Regions from separate parts of the Urocitellus parryii genome. Here region 2 is linked to region 1. Evidence: chromatin contacts called from public Hi-C data. All regions are on one chromosome and are shown on one strand. Each heading gives the region's core, a stretch centred on a gene start, on an enhancer-like site or on the middle of the called end of the contact. The rest is flanking DNA. Distances are from core to core; before and after follow the strand shown. Region 1 holds the start of Myl12b (myosin light chain 12B). Region 2 holds the start of Tgif1 (TGFB induced factor homeobox 1).

Region 1 (7,161 bases), core at 1,848-4,347:
TAGTTTTATGTTTCAAAGAAAGATGGAAGAGGTAAATCCCAGAAAATGATAGGCTTGCCAGACCCCTCTTGTATTCTCTTCGGTTTTCCTAACAGTCCTATCTTCTCTACATTTATTTTCTCCTCCCAAGGAAGTATAATTTTAACTGCCCTAATCAGGTTTCCTGCACTTTGTCTTCCAGTTTTTAAAATAATTTCCTGTAGAATTTGTATATAGTGACACTGTAGTAGCTTTCAGTTCTTAAGTTTGATGTATTGGTTTTATGTGTCCCCACTTGATCTTCTAAGCTTTTGTACATTATTTTATGTCATTTAAAAATAGACTAGGTCACTGAGCATAATTTTCATTTGTCCTATTTTTTAAAAACTATTTTAGCTCAAGAGAGTCTATGAAATGCTTTTATCAAAAGACAGATTTCTGTGTTGTATTTCAAGCTATTTAAAATACAATATAGTATTTTTTATTGTATATGGTTTTTTTTTTTACTATAGCAACCCCAATTGAAAGACCATGTTTGTTTATGCAGAGATTCATCATGAGTCCATTTATGAATTTTAGACATTCCTGACCTGCCCACAATCAAAACAGCTGAAGCTACATGCCTGGGAAAGTGAGGTCATTGTTTCAGTCCTAAAAATAACTTCTGGTATTTGCAGAAAAACAGGACTGTTTCAGAGTTAATCAGGGAGTGGAAGACTTTCATTCTCTTTAAGTGTAAAAAATCTGAAAGTGTTAAAACTCTGAAAGATTTGAGTTTAAAAGGATTTGAAGGAGGAGGAGAGTTGAGTGAAAACAGTCAAAATTGCCCTACCAAGATAAATAGTTGAAAATTACTCTAATAACTTTTTATGTTACTACTAACAAGCTTTATCCTTGAAGAAAACCATTACCTCATTCAGTGAACAGTGAATGCCTGTGGGCAACAGACCTTTGTACTCAATAGGACAGAAAGGGAGATCCTTTAACCTGGTAAAAACAGCTATATAGAATACTAATAGAAGACTAGTAATAACTAGTCTTTTTCCCCTTCAAGATTAGGATTATAGAATCTGCCTTAATTCTCTGAATGAATCTCATTCAGGATTTTAAAAAGTGTATTTTTGCCCAGCTATTGCCATTGTGCTAAAATCTTGAAAAAAATACCACCTCTGCTTAGTTAACAAATCTCCAGTGAAGAATAAGTAACATTATTTCCTCTGGGGGCGGGGGACTACTAAAATTATCTCTTGCAGTATCTCCATTTTCATTTTGGATAACTGTTCAAAGACTCACTCTATATTAGAAATAGTGGATGATCTGGCCTGCATGAAATAAGTCTGCCAGCTTAGTAACTGGGCTTTGCTTAATTCAGGGTGATTGCCAATAAAAAGCTGAAAGCATCTTTTCACTAACAGTGACTTTGACAGTTCCTAAAATGTTTTCATGGTGAAAATTATCTTGAAACAAACTGTTTCAACAGTTCTCATAATCCAGGGGCATGCCTCTAATGCCAGTGACTCAGCAGGTGAGGCAGGAGGATTGCAAGTTGAGGCCAGACTCAGCAATTTAGCAAGGTCCTGTCTTAAAACATTAAAAGGCAGGGGTGGTGGCTAGGGATATAGCTCAGTGGTAAAGCACCCCTGGATTCCATCCCTAGTACCCCCCCCCCCAAAAAAAAAAAAAAAAACCTTTTGATGAAACCAAACCAGAGGTGGCAGGATCACCATCCACCTGCTTATGATTGTGTTGCCATTTGGACATAATCTTCACACTTAAAATGTATCTAAAACAACAGGGACCTAATTTTACATTAAGTTTAAATAGCAACATGTGGTTAGTGATGATTAGGACAATTTAGAAACTTAAATACAGAGCTCAAAGTTAATGTATAGGCAGGAAGTATACTTCAGTGGTAGAGTTTGAAGCCCTAGGCTTGATCAGTAGCACCCAAAGTATAGTCAGGGTGATTTAGCTATGAGCTTACATTTACCAGGGTAAATGTTTATGAAGTAGTAATAGACGATATTTGGCTAACAGCCCTTTGTGGGTTTTTTTTTTTTTGGGGGGGGGCGGTGCTGGGAACCCAACCTAGGGCCTTGTTCATGTTGGACAAGTACTCTACCCCTAGGTAATAGATCATACTTGGAAGAGCTCTGTGATAAAGACCTAAGAAGTCAAAATCTGATGAGTGTAAAGACAGTTACTTAAACTATCAAACAAGGGGCAGACTTCAGCTAAGGAAGATTTAAATGTTTAGAACCAGGTGTGACTTACAGCATCAGCATCACCTGGGTGCTGATCAGAAGTGCAAATTATTCTCAACTTCTGGCACTGAATCATAATACTGGATTTTGAGGCTCAAGAAACTTTTAACAGCTTTTCCAGGTTATTTTCCATGCTACTGTTTTAAGAACTACTTGTGTAGAGTGCTGAACACATGATTCCTACCTTCTAGGATTTAAGATATAGACTTCTAGAATATAAACTCCTTAAGGGAAAAATAATTCAAATTATTCATCTCCCCAGCATCTGGCACCTGTGTAGACAATAAAAAGAGTTGAGTAAAAATTGGCTCTTAGGCTGACCATTCTCCATTGTTTTGGAATAGTGCTATTCCTTTAATTATTATCTTGACGATTATAGCCACAAAGAGTATCTAGAACAAAACCTGAATTATGTAGCTTCCCGTTTTCCATTTGTTGACCAAGAGCATTGTATATATGTTTATACGTGTGTGTGTAATAATTTTAATTTAAACAAAACTTTGTTATGTTTAAAAGGAGGAATGAAACAGTTGTGTGGCCTGATAAGACCATACACCTTATTATTTGACGGTAGGTCCTAGCATGCGCGATCCCCAACACTGCAAAAATTAATAAATAGAATTTAAGAATAATTTTATTTTGAAGGTAGGAAAGGAGTAGGGCATAAACGACTTTCCTTGGGCTGGGATGTAGTTAAGGGATTCTAGAGCTAGCAGGAGTGTGCCTCTTGAACCTTCTCTTAGTGCATAGAACAGACCCTAAAAATGATCAGAAACTCAAATTGAACTATGGTAACTGTACTTTAATTTGCTAAATCTGTCAACCCTGGGTGGGCCGCTTCCTGCGGGGACCCCAAACTGGGCGGATCAAGGCCCAGACAGGTCAAATTCCAGCGCTGTGCCCGGGTCCCTGCCCCTCGCCCCCGCCCCGCGGCCAGGAATGCGGAAGGGCGGTGGGGACCGGCCGCGGGAAGGCGGGGGAGGCGGGCGGGCCACGGGGTGGCCGCCCAGCCGCACGGGGGCATGCCGCGACAGACCTGGACAGGGAAGGAAGAGACCACTAGGACCCGGGCTGTGTGCGTTCAGCCCCGGCAGCCCCGGGCCGCGCCGGACCCCCGGCCCGCACTGTCCTGCGCGCGACGCTGACCGCACCCCTCTCTCCCTGTTGGAGCCGCCGCGCCTTCCGGTGCGCCTTCCGCCCCGCCTCCCTAGGCAGGAAGTGCCGGCGCCGCCACTGTCCGACCGCAGCCCCGCGCTTGTCGCCGTCGCCCGTCGTCTCGCGCAGGCCATCCCGGATCTGGTACCTGGCGCCGGGTGAGTGGCGCTCGGCCTCGCGCGTGACACCCCTTGGGCTGCATGTATCCCCTCCGGCTGCGCCCCTCTGCCTGACCGGGTTGCTGCGCGGCCGGGTGGCAGTCGGACCTGTCAGGTTGCCGGGGAAGTGGCTCGGGGCTGGAGGGGAGGGGAGCGTGGTCAGCAGAGAGGCCCTGGTAGCAGCCGGGGCTTGTAAGTCGAGGACCCGGAAAACTCCGAGGAGGATGAAGCTGGGCTGGAGAGACGGCCTTCTGGAAGAGGTGGCCGGGTCCCTGGCGCTGAGTGGGCCGGCCCTGCGTCACCTGGATGACTTCACACCTGGTGCCTGCACCTGCCCTCCCGGCCCCGCTGCGGGCCCAAGCAGTGTATTAGGGCCAACAGCGCGTGGGGCTCGGCTCTGTGGCCCACGCGGTCCTATGTGCAATGGGGGATACAGGAGCCCATCAGTGCCTGGCTCTTGCCTCAGATGAAGTGTTCAGGGAAACTGTTAGCGCACCGGTGCCCGACCACGATCAGCGTAGGCACATGTGGAATAATTTCCATGGGAGTTTGAACTCTCGCTGTTTTTGCCTCTTGCAAAGATTTAGTTCATCGGTGTTGATTGAAGAAAAGGACAATTAAAAGAAATCTGGAAAAGCTTCCTTGGAAAGAATCGTGACCTCAATGAAGTCCTTGATTAACCTCTAGGGGGGAACTTAAAATTTCTGGCTAGATCTGTCGTAGGAGATAATAAGAACAAAAGCTTTACGGGTGGGAGTTCTGTCGTGTGAAAAGGAAACAGTGGGGAGACCAGCCTGAGTAGAGCACCACTCTAGTGAATAACAGCTGGAAATAAGAGTAGGTGGTTGAGGCTGGGTGTGTAGCTCCGTGCTAGAGCTTTGTGTGTGAGGGGCTGTGGGTTTAGATCCCCAGCACCACAATAAAATGAGGGTAGTTAGGTAAGTGAAGCCCTTTAATGGATGTCTTGAAAACTTGACAAGAAATAAAAGATTATGTAAGATGCCTTAGGGAATCGTTTGGATTCTTCAATGTGGGAGTAACATGAAGAAAGGGGCACCTTTAGGGGATTGGTTTGACACCTTTTGTTGAAGATAGATTTGGCCTTTGGTAAGAGAAGAACCACATAGCATTTTAGAATTTATTTCAGTAAAACCCTTTCATTCTATAATTGAGGAAACTGACACCAGAGTTAAGTAATTTGACTACGGTAACTTAAGGAATTCATATGGTGCCACCCCATTTCTGCGTAAACCTCAGGTGGACCCTCCTAGACTTCCTAAGAAGTAAGTGTACAGCTTTTTATTTGTTCAAGCTCTGTTAAATGAAACAACTTATATGTTGGATGACTCAGTACTCATTTATGCTTTAATGAAACTGAGTTTGAACAAGATGAACTGCTCTACTTCTGAAAAACATTCCCAAGTGAAGGTGGCCAAGGTTAGGAAAGACTCCTAAAGAAGATTTAGAAACCTTAAATGGAACTAGTTTTCCATTCTCCAAGAATGAAAGACACCAGATAATCTAGGGATGAGTTGCATTATACTCTATTTGCACATGGTGGTTCCGTAGTAGAATTCTTACTTCCCACGTTTGTTATACACTATTTGCCAACATCATTGATTAGGATCTTCCTAAATTTACTTGTAGGGGCAAAGGGAACTTCCCTTCTGCTGAAACAAACACTAGGTGAACAGAAGGAAAGGCATATAAAATTTATTTTGTGGGAGAGAATAGGGAAATGAGTATTCAATAACTTAATGAGGTTTTAGAAGCTTAAATATCCTATTCATAGGGAAGGGAGGGGGAGACATAGGCAATTTTAGAGGAAAAGGAAATGATTTTTAGAGGAAATGAATTATCATGAAGAACAGACAGTAGTATCCCAGGACAAAGTTCTTCTGGGCTCTGGGTGTGGTATCAACTCTAGTCTTCTTTCCACAGAATTTTCTTTGTAAGATGAGATTGTAGGTAGGGCAACTGAGACAACTGCATTCCTTGTTTAAGAACTTTCCATAGTGGGATGAGGGAACCTAAGAGACAGCCACTCCCTTTGCTTCTAGAGAGAAATAGAACCAGTATGGAGAATGGAGGTCACAAGAGACTTTGAAGCTGCTTCTTCACTTCAAAGTACTTAGCATGTCAAACACCATAATTTGAGGTATCATTTTCTGAGCACCAACACACGTATTAGCTATGTGGAGGCATTACCTCTTACTCTCATGATGGAGAATTTCAGCCGCCTATATGCAGGATATTAGAGGCTAGTGGTACAAGCTTGAAGCTAGATGTCCTGAATGTAGATCCTGACTCTTAAATGCTACCATTTTCGGGCTCTGTGGCAAGTTGTTTATTCCTTTTTAAATCCAATTTTCTCATATGAAAAATGGTGATAATAATAGTACCTCTACCATAAGTTGTTGTGAGGATTAAATGTATTAGTACACGAGAAATGCTTAAACCAGTGCCTGGCACACCTTTAATATTCAATTATTGTTCTATTAATAATGTTCCTGCCAGGTATGGAGCAAGGGGTAGCATTTAAGTTTTGTTAAGGATCTTTTCAAAAAGAAGACCAGTAGAGTTTCTGCTGACCTTACTTTGGAATTAAGATCCAGGATCTACCTTATAATAAACATGCATATAGTTGTGGTAGTAAGGAAACATGTATTTGCTTAGCTAGTATTTATTGAGCACTTACTATGTGCAAGGTACTCTGCCAGACCTTACAATCCAAAATGCAAAGGCAAAGGTCCTTAAAATGTATTGGTGAATTGCATGGCAATGTAACATTCTGAACAATAAGAATGGTGCCTTAGGTTTGATCCCGAGGGAGGAAAGGAGGGAGGGAGGGAAGGAAGGAAGGAGAACCATTGATAAGCTCATTGTTGACAATAAAATAGATCAATCTCTCAAAAATATGTTGAGTGAAAGGAAGTCAGGCATATAAGAATATGCACTGTAATTCTATTATGAGAAGTTCAAAGACAGACCAAACTCATCTGTGGATATACAAATTTGAATAAGGGATCCCTGTGAGAGAGGGTAATTGATTTAAAGGGAACTTTCTGGAATGGTGTTAACATTTGTAACTTAACTGGGTTATGTGGGTATATACGTTTACAAAAATAGATTAAAAGTGTATTAAGATTTGTAAGTTTCATTTTATATAAATTTCACTGCAATAAAACATAATTTGGGAGGACAGAAAGTTTACTGCCAACTAGGACAATCATAAAACTTAGAAAAAGGAATGACAGTGTTATAATGTATATAGTAAATGATAGAATATATTAAGGGGAAAGCCTACCTGGTGTTAAGAACAGAAAAGTTGTGAAAATTGAGTTTGGGTCTCTAAAAGAGTTATAATTTATGGACTTTTTTTTTCTTCTAAATATGCAGCATAAAAGCAATGTTATGTTATTAAGTATACGAGGTTAATTTTGTGAAATATTTAAACTTGATTATATACTAAATTCTCTTTATGATAGCTGTTTTCAGACTGTTGCTCATGTATCTAGTCATTTTATCCCCTTAATTAGAACAAACATTAATTAGTCTGACTATAGTAATGACCATGGGAATCCATGAGAAATTCCCAAGATTCT
Region 2 (7,161 bases), core at 2,200-4,699, 180 kb after region 1:
ATGCAGCAAAAAGGAGGAGAATTATCCTGCTGGGGTTGATAAAATCACCACAAGAGCCATAGCCCAGCCCCAGGCCCTTGAAAAGACAATGGTCAGCTTCTTCATAAACAGCCAAGACCCTCTGACCTGAGATGTGACAAGATGATTATAGGCCCCTTGTGCAGTGTTTGGAGCCCAAGAGTCTGCATATTTTATAAAAATATCTGCCTTCTAGACAGATCCAAAGACTGTGAGTCATCATCCCCCCACCTAGGACACAGCACCTGATGGAAATCATGTCTAATCAATTGTTGAGTCAGTGAATTAAAAAAAAAAAAAGAAATACAATAAATATATCTTCCAATCATTTGATGGACCTGGTATCAAAAATAATAACTGCATTCATTGATATACTTTTCTGGCTTCTTTGCCTTTCCAAGTTTCCGTCTGAGTTTTTGCAAGCTGTGAAAAGTAACTTAATGACAACTCTTGTTCTTTGCTTGGCCTTGAGGCAGCTTCTAAAGATAAGACACCAAATGGAACTGTGTGTGTGCCTGAAAAGAAAAAAAAAATGGTGAAAATTTTTTTATCAGCAGCCTTCCCCAGAACCTGCAACGTCTCAATTTCAGGCAGGCAATTTCCCAATCCAATGAAAATTCAGATGGATTCAGCAAATAATATGTAGCAAATGTGAGTCCACATAATTTTTTTTAAGCATTGGAATCTTAAAAGTCACTGAATCGATTCTACAGAGAGGCCCTGACACTTTAAAGACTGACAGAGCCAGAACGGAAACTTGTTTTTCCACCTTGACAAAAGCAAGCAAACAAAAAATATCCTAAAGCAATTGCTGGAGTTCAGAGATCATTTTTTTGGGTTGCTTTCCTCATAAGTTTGGCACTAGCGTTGGGGGTGGAGTGGGGTGACATGCACCAGGGAGGCTATCAAGCTGTTAGCTGCATCATAGAATTGTGCCTATGTTTCTTTCGGGAGCATCCCGCCAGCTTTAATAAACACAGCTTCGAGCAAAAGGTGTGCGTTGGCCGGATCAAGCTGGCTTTCTAGCCAAGGTTAGTTTAAGTCTCCACGTTTTCCTCCTCCTCATAATTTGAAAGAGGCTTTTAATTTTTCTCCACCCCTCCCCCTTGCCCTGTAAAGTTTGTTTTCAAGCTGTAAACTCCCTTGACTCTAGGTTTCCATCTCGGTTGCTGGAGAATCGCATTAATTAGCTAAGTTCACTTAGACCAAAGTAAAGCTACCTTTGTGTACATAATGAGAGCCACCCCGTGGCCAAGGATAACCACCGGGAAGAAGGAAACATTTTTGTCTCTGGCTGCCGAAAGCAGGCAAGGGGAGGGTTAAACGGACCGAAGGTTTGTTTTGTAGAGTGGCTTCGAAAGAGTGGAGGCAACCGAAGGCGCTTTCGAAGTTAGCAAACAAAGCGTCTCCGCAGTAACCGTCCGGTCCCAGGCTTGGATCCTGCCACTCAGACCGCGGAGTCGCTGCGGCAGTGGCCCACGGCTCCTCCTCCTTGCGTCTCTCCTCCCTCCTCTCCGGGTTCCCGAGCGGATATGAGCCACCAATCCCAGCAACAAACAACCCTTCAAATGAAATAACTAGGCGGCCCTCTAACGGGCGCGGGGCAAGCCGGCCCCCTCCCCGCGCCACATCTGTCCCGCACTCGGGCGCAGCAGCTGATTCATCTGCAGCCAGGCCGGGCGAAGGAACTCGGCTCCAGGCAGTTGCAAGCTAGCTCCAGGCTGGTGGTTTCTCCCCAGGACCCTGTCCTCCCTCCTCTGGCTGCCTCCCGTGCTTTTAGATGTGTGTTCTCTTCTGGGCCGAGCAGTCGGCAAACCACAGAAGAAAAAAAAAAAAAAATCGTAAGGTTGCTGCCTTCTTATAGTGACGCTTTTTTCCTTGTTGATTCATTTTAAGTCCTGTAATTGGAAAAACCACCCAAGCTTTTTAAACCCTGGCCTTAACGCACTCTCGGGGCGGGGGTGTCTTTCGGAAGGGGGCGCAGAGGAGGCTGGCTTTAATTTTCAGCGTAATCCTAAAACAGTCTCCAAAGTCTAGTTTAGTCATTCTTTGGCTGCTTTAGTCCTTCTCGGGTTTAACCTTATTTCCACGGAGCTTTCTCCTACCGGGATCTCCAAAGAGGTTACAAAACAAAAACAGCCACAGAGCCGAAACTGGAGACAGACCCAGGCGCTGACGTAAATCTTTTACTAGGCTTATTTGCGTTTAGGGTTTTTTTTTTTTTTTTTTCTTTTTCAGTGATGGAGAAAGTCTAACCGTGGTGTATGACAGTTCATTTGCTTTGCTTCAGAACAACGGGACATACCCACGCGGAAAAAAAAAAAAAACTAGACCCAGAGGAGAGGAGAGGTCATGCGTGTCTAGAAATCAGCCAAACAGCATCTGGTCTTTTAAAAGGGGAATTTCATCAAGGAACTCCTGTTGGAGTCCTCGTAACTCAACCAAAATAAACCCACAGGAACATGTGTTTACTTAATGGCTAGTTTCTGTTTGAAACACAGAAGGGGAGGAGGGGTCCCCTAGCGGGATTTAAGTCCTAAAAGTAGACACTGTTTACCAAAACGGATGAGCAGTCACTGCGTGGTCGCCTCTTTGCTATAAAGGCGGCTGCTGCCGGGGTCCGGGGGTGGAGGGGTCGGGCCGAGTAGCAGCAGGGCGGGCGCGCGCCGGGGCAGTCCCCAGACAGAGACGTTTAAAGAGCATGTGAGCATGACAAGTGTCTATTCGCAACGTGTTAGATTTCGAAACTGCCTTGCAATCCAATCCGGAACTCACAGCTTTAGCCCGGGGGAACAGACATTCGCCTAGGGTTTCTGTCTCATCCCCCCCCACACACACACCACCTCCCATTGCCGTTGTTGGAGGAAGAGCGCCGCGAGGAGAAGGGTGCGCCGCGCCGCGCCCGCGTGTCAATGGCAGCCGCGCATTCTGGAAGAAGTTGGTTCTTGTCCCGAATACTTTTCCTCTTGTGCCCCGCCCCTTGAATCAGAAGCGGCTGTCTGGTGCGGCTCAAGCAGGGACTGAGGAGTTTGGGGCAGCTGTCAAAAACAAGAGGGCGAGTCTTTTCTTCCCTGGGGTGGAGGAGGGGAAGAAGGGGGCGTCCTTTTTCCCATCTGTTGCAATTTCCTAACCCAACGCACTCTGGCCAGCCTCAGGAAGAAAGGCCCAAAGGAAAAACCCGGAACGCTCAGCTGGTGTCTCCGCCGCCGGGCGAGGGATGCGGGCGGTGCACGCGCAGCAGGCAGGCGTGATAGTGTTTCTAGGGTCCGCCACCCCTGTGAGGGACGGGTGACAGTGGCTAGGTCAGAGCGGTCGCGCCGCTGGGTCCAGTCCACCCCCGCTGAAAGGTGCGGGGGAGGGGCGGAGGCGCGGTGGGACGGGCGGGGGACGGGGCGGGCGGCTGGGGGCGGAGGCAGGACCTCCGGTACCTTCCCTCCTCGCCTCTCACTCTGACAGCGCCGAGGTGCGCCGTGCAGGAGCCGGGAACAAAGGAGCGGAGTGGGGAGGGGAGCGAGTTGGGTGAGGGAGAGCCCCCGGCCGGCTGCCAGAAGATCCCGGCAGGAGGAAGCCCAAGTGTCACTTGAATTCCACCCAAGGAGCAGGCGCCTGGGATCCAAGCGCCTTGTTTAGCAATAACGGCTGGAGCACGTCCTATAAGTTGCTGGAAAGTCTGCAGTGAAGGAGGACGACCAGTTGCCCGCTGTGTCCAGGCTCCTGGCCCCTCGAGACCCCAGCATTGCCTTCCGCTGGGAGGGGAGTTCCAGAATGAAGAGCAAGAAAGGTAAGGCGGCCGCGGGCTGTGCGCACCGGGGCTGCGAGTCCCAGAGAAACACGCGGGCCGGGCCGCGCTGCGCTAGACTGGGGGCGAAAGTGACTTGGTGGACTTTTCCGCCCAGGGGCTCTAGGGCTGGAGCGGCTGCCGTTCTCTTTGTTGAGGCTGTGTCTGGAACGGCAGTTGCTGTTTTCCTTCTAGACACAACACGAAGGGCTGTTGTGGGGAGCCGAGCCTCTCCACGCTGCTGGCACGTTGTCAAGAATCAACGCTCAGCGCCTTGTTTGTGCGCCTCCAAGTTTCATTGTCTCCACCAACACCCCACGCTTGGCCCAGCCGCCGCGTGGCTGCTAGCTCTGTCTGGCGGACGGCGGGTGTGGGGTCGGTGTCGGGGGATCCCTCCTAGGTTTTCCTGGCCCGAATCCGGAGCTACCGAGGCCGAGGTGCCTTTGTGTGAAAGTTCGGTTCCGGGGCCCCCACGCCCCAGTGGGCCCTGGTACCCTTTTTTTAGGGATGAGATGTTTTCACAATCAAAGGAATGTGATCCCGGACCCCCACATCGCCCTTGGGCGTACATGGCTTTGGAAAGCTAGACTTCTAAAAAATTCCCAGCTTTTTAAGTTTTCCCACGATGGATTTGGGGCAAGATGAGGAGTTGGACACAGGGCAAGCTGCTTAAAGCTGCATGCAGTCAAAATGTGTCCAAGTGTGACAAGCAGGCTTGGTTGTAAGTGCAAAGAGCGAGGCTGTCATTGTTTCCACGAAGCGTTCTGGACGGTTTACAACTAAAACTTGCCGTCAGTCTGGTTTAAAAAACAAAATACACAGGGGGGGAAAAACACCTGAAAGGTCAAAGACTGTAAAGTCTCTTTTGAAATTAACTTTTGAGTCCCTCGCTGGGAGGTCCCCTGAGTGTTCCGTCGTGGACTGGAGTTGGCTTTTCTGTTGTGATTTATGTGGAGTGGTTCAAAACAGAAGTTAATCGCTCGGGGAAGCCAAGGACCGGGGGCGGGGGGCGCTGCTGCGCATGCTCAGGAGCTTCCTCGAGTTGGTAACTCCACATTCTTTCAGAAAGGGACTGCAACTGCAATTCCAACGGAACGAGATTGGGAAGGGGCAGCCGCACTCCCCGTAGGGTTCCTTCGGCTGTGTTTTTACCTTAGAGTTCTGTTGATGTGATTCTGTGGGAGACTCAGGCACGCGGAACTTCCCTGTCCCCACCCCCCGCCTCCAGGCTTCCTCAGTGAGAGTAACATTAAACGTGCCACTTGGTAGTAGAACTCCCTGCGGACCCCTCCCCGCAGGACAGTGAGAACGTGGGCGTTTACAGTTGGGGACGTTTAACTTGGTGCTGAGAAAACGCGCGGGGGAACGTCCGGGTGTCTCTGCAAAGCCGTGTCATGCTTGATACTGGGCTGACAGATCTACACTCTTAATAGGAGGCGCTCTGGGTTCCGATAGGACTTGCCAGCATAAGGTGTGGGGAGAGGGGGTTCTGGATTTGAGTGGTTCGAGTGCGCCGAATGCAAAACTGGGCTTCCGCCGGCCCCCTCCCCATTGTTTGAGCTCCGGCGGGGGGCGCTGTGATTACCCTCCCGGCTCAGGCACCCCCGAACCCCTCCCTCCTCCCGCCCCCCCCCCCGACGTCCCCCATCCCCCAGCCCTCTTGGGTATTCCGGGGGACCCTGGCAGGGTGGGTGGGGGAATCCGTGGTCCCCAGCCCCGGGCGCACCGAGGATCTGCTACTCTGCGCCAACTCATGGAAACAATGAAAGGTGACGTGTTGGAGAGGAAACTTTGCTGCGATTGCCTCTCGGCTCCCTGAAGGGTAGCAGAGACTGCTGAGGTTGCCGGGGTTTTCTTTCCCTTTTTTAGGTTTCCCTGACAAATCGTCCGGGATCGCGGGGGACCGGCATCTTGAGGATGTGGGATCTACGACCCCATTTTTAGTTCTCTAGTGACCCGAAGCCCCAGAGGTCCTCTGCTCGTGCTAACTCAAACAGTTTGCAGGCGGTTTTCAGTTGGAGCCGAACAAAAGCGGCTTGCTCTTCTCCGGGCTCCTCCCTCTCCCCCGCGAGCCTCCGAGTCCTGCCTCCTCCTGTCCAAGATTACCTGGGGCTGAAAGGGAGTCTTGCCTGTGGGCTCCGGTAGGGCTCCCAGAAGTCAGTCTCGGCCTATTGTCTGTCTACAGAAAAGTCTGAGCATGTTTTCAAGTTTCCTTAAGACAAAGGCACTTTCAATTCAGTTTCAGGGTACGGGTTTTGGTAAACCAGCGTGGGATGATAATGTGTCCTCTTAGAAAACTGGAGACGGCCCCCAAAGATCACCTAAAGTGGTTTAAAAACAGGCAGAAGGAAGGGTTGACAAGGAAAATGCTCCCGGTCTTTTTGGTCCCAGTTCCTGGTCCTGTTGCTTTAGGATCGCTCTTTGCGGGCGGCCAAGCGCGCACAGTGGATTTAGTAACTTGGGTGTTAAATTGGATTCCTGTTTGCTTCTCCAGAGGGGAGGTATTCTGATCAGGAGACTCGTTAGTTAGGTTAGATTTGCGTTTACCTAATTATTAAACTTTCCTTTACTCTTATTACTAGATTCTTAACATTTTTTAAAAATCCAACTTCACCACCACCTTCTCAGTCCCCCTCCCCCTTGATGTTTCAGAGCTATTCAGAAAAAGAAAGTGCAGAGAAGCAAGATTGCTTCTCAGAGCCGTGGGATCCACGAGCCATCTTGTGGCTTTCTAAACAGCATTTCCTTGTATGTGGATAGAGTAAAAGGCTTTTGATTCCTCTCTCCCCACCCACCACTGCCCCCCTCCTACACCACAATTTTTAAAGTGTAAGCAAAGCAAGACGTTTGGAAACAAATCGTAACCGGGAAACTTTTCAAAAGCTCTGTTACAGTAGGAAATGAGTAACGAGGAAAAGTCTTTGTTTTTCCAAGTTGAGCCACAATCAGGAGGGAGAGTTTTAATGAAAACAGTCCTGACAGCAATAAACGTGGTTTAGCTGCAGTGAAATATCAGCTGGCCCAAGCCAAGGCACTGAAGGCTTTAACTTCCTGTTACTTCAGCTTTTGTGCACATATTGAAAATATTTGTTAAGAAATCCAGAGGCCTGGCATTCATCCCCCCCCCCTACCCCCAAATGAACTGAGAACAGAGTGAAGTCTTGCCTTAGTTTGGTGTTGCTTAACTGAAACCTGCTTTTGTATGTCACTAACCTATTGGAAAAGATCAAGCTTCTTGTCAAATGAAGCAAGCAGATCAAAAGACACTCTTGAGCTTTTTATTCTTTTCCGTTGTTGTTGTTTACTTGCTTGTTTCAAACTCTTTGTTATTACCAATTTACAGTTGGGAATTCACTGTTCAATGA

What was found. A called contact is a pair of places that touch in the nucleus more often than the background predicts.
Region 2: a contact with region 1 is called in a Hi-C map of liver, with 2.9 times the contacts expected there. The contact joins the promoter of Tgif1 here to the promoter of Myl12b in region 1. A contact is called at or near these places in 2 of 2 Hi-C or Micro-C datasets (liver and muscle).

What each region holds. Positions count from the first base shown.
Region 1 is chr13:52,122,723-52,129,883 of mUroPar1.hap1, forward strand. It overlaps Myl12b (myosin light chain 12B), which reads left to right and starts at 3,098. Exons shown (of 4, transcript XM_026394522.2): 1 at 3,098-3,556. LOC113186910 (myosin regulatory light polypeptide 9) reads left to right here. Exons shown (of 4, transcript XM_026394521.2): 4 at 1-468.
Region 2 is chr13:52,301,948-52,309,108 of mUroPar1.hap1, forward strand. Tgif1 (TGFB induced factor homeobox 1) reads left to right here and starts at 3,450. Exons shown (of 3, transcript XM_026394523.2): 1 at 3,450-3,799. The coding sequence starts at 3,784.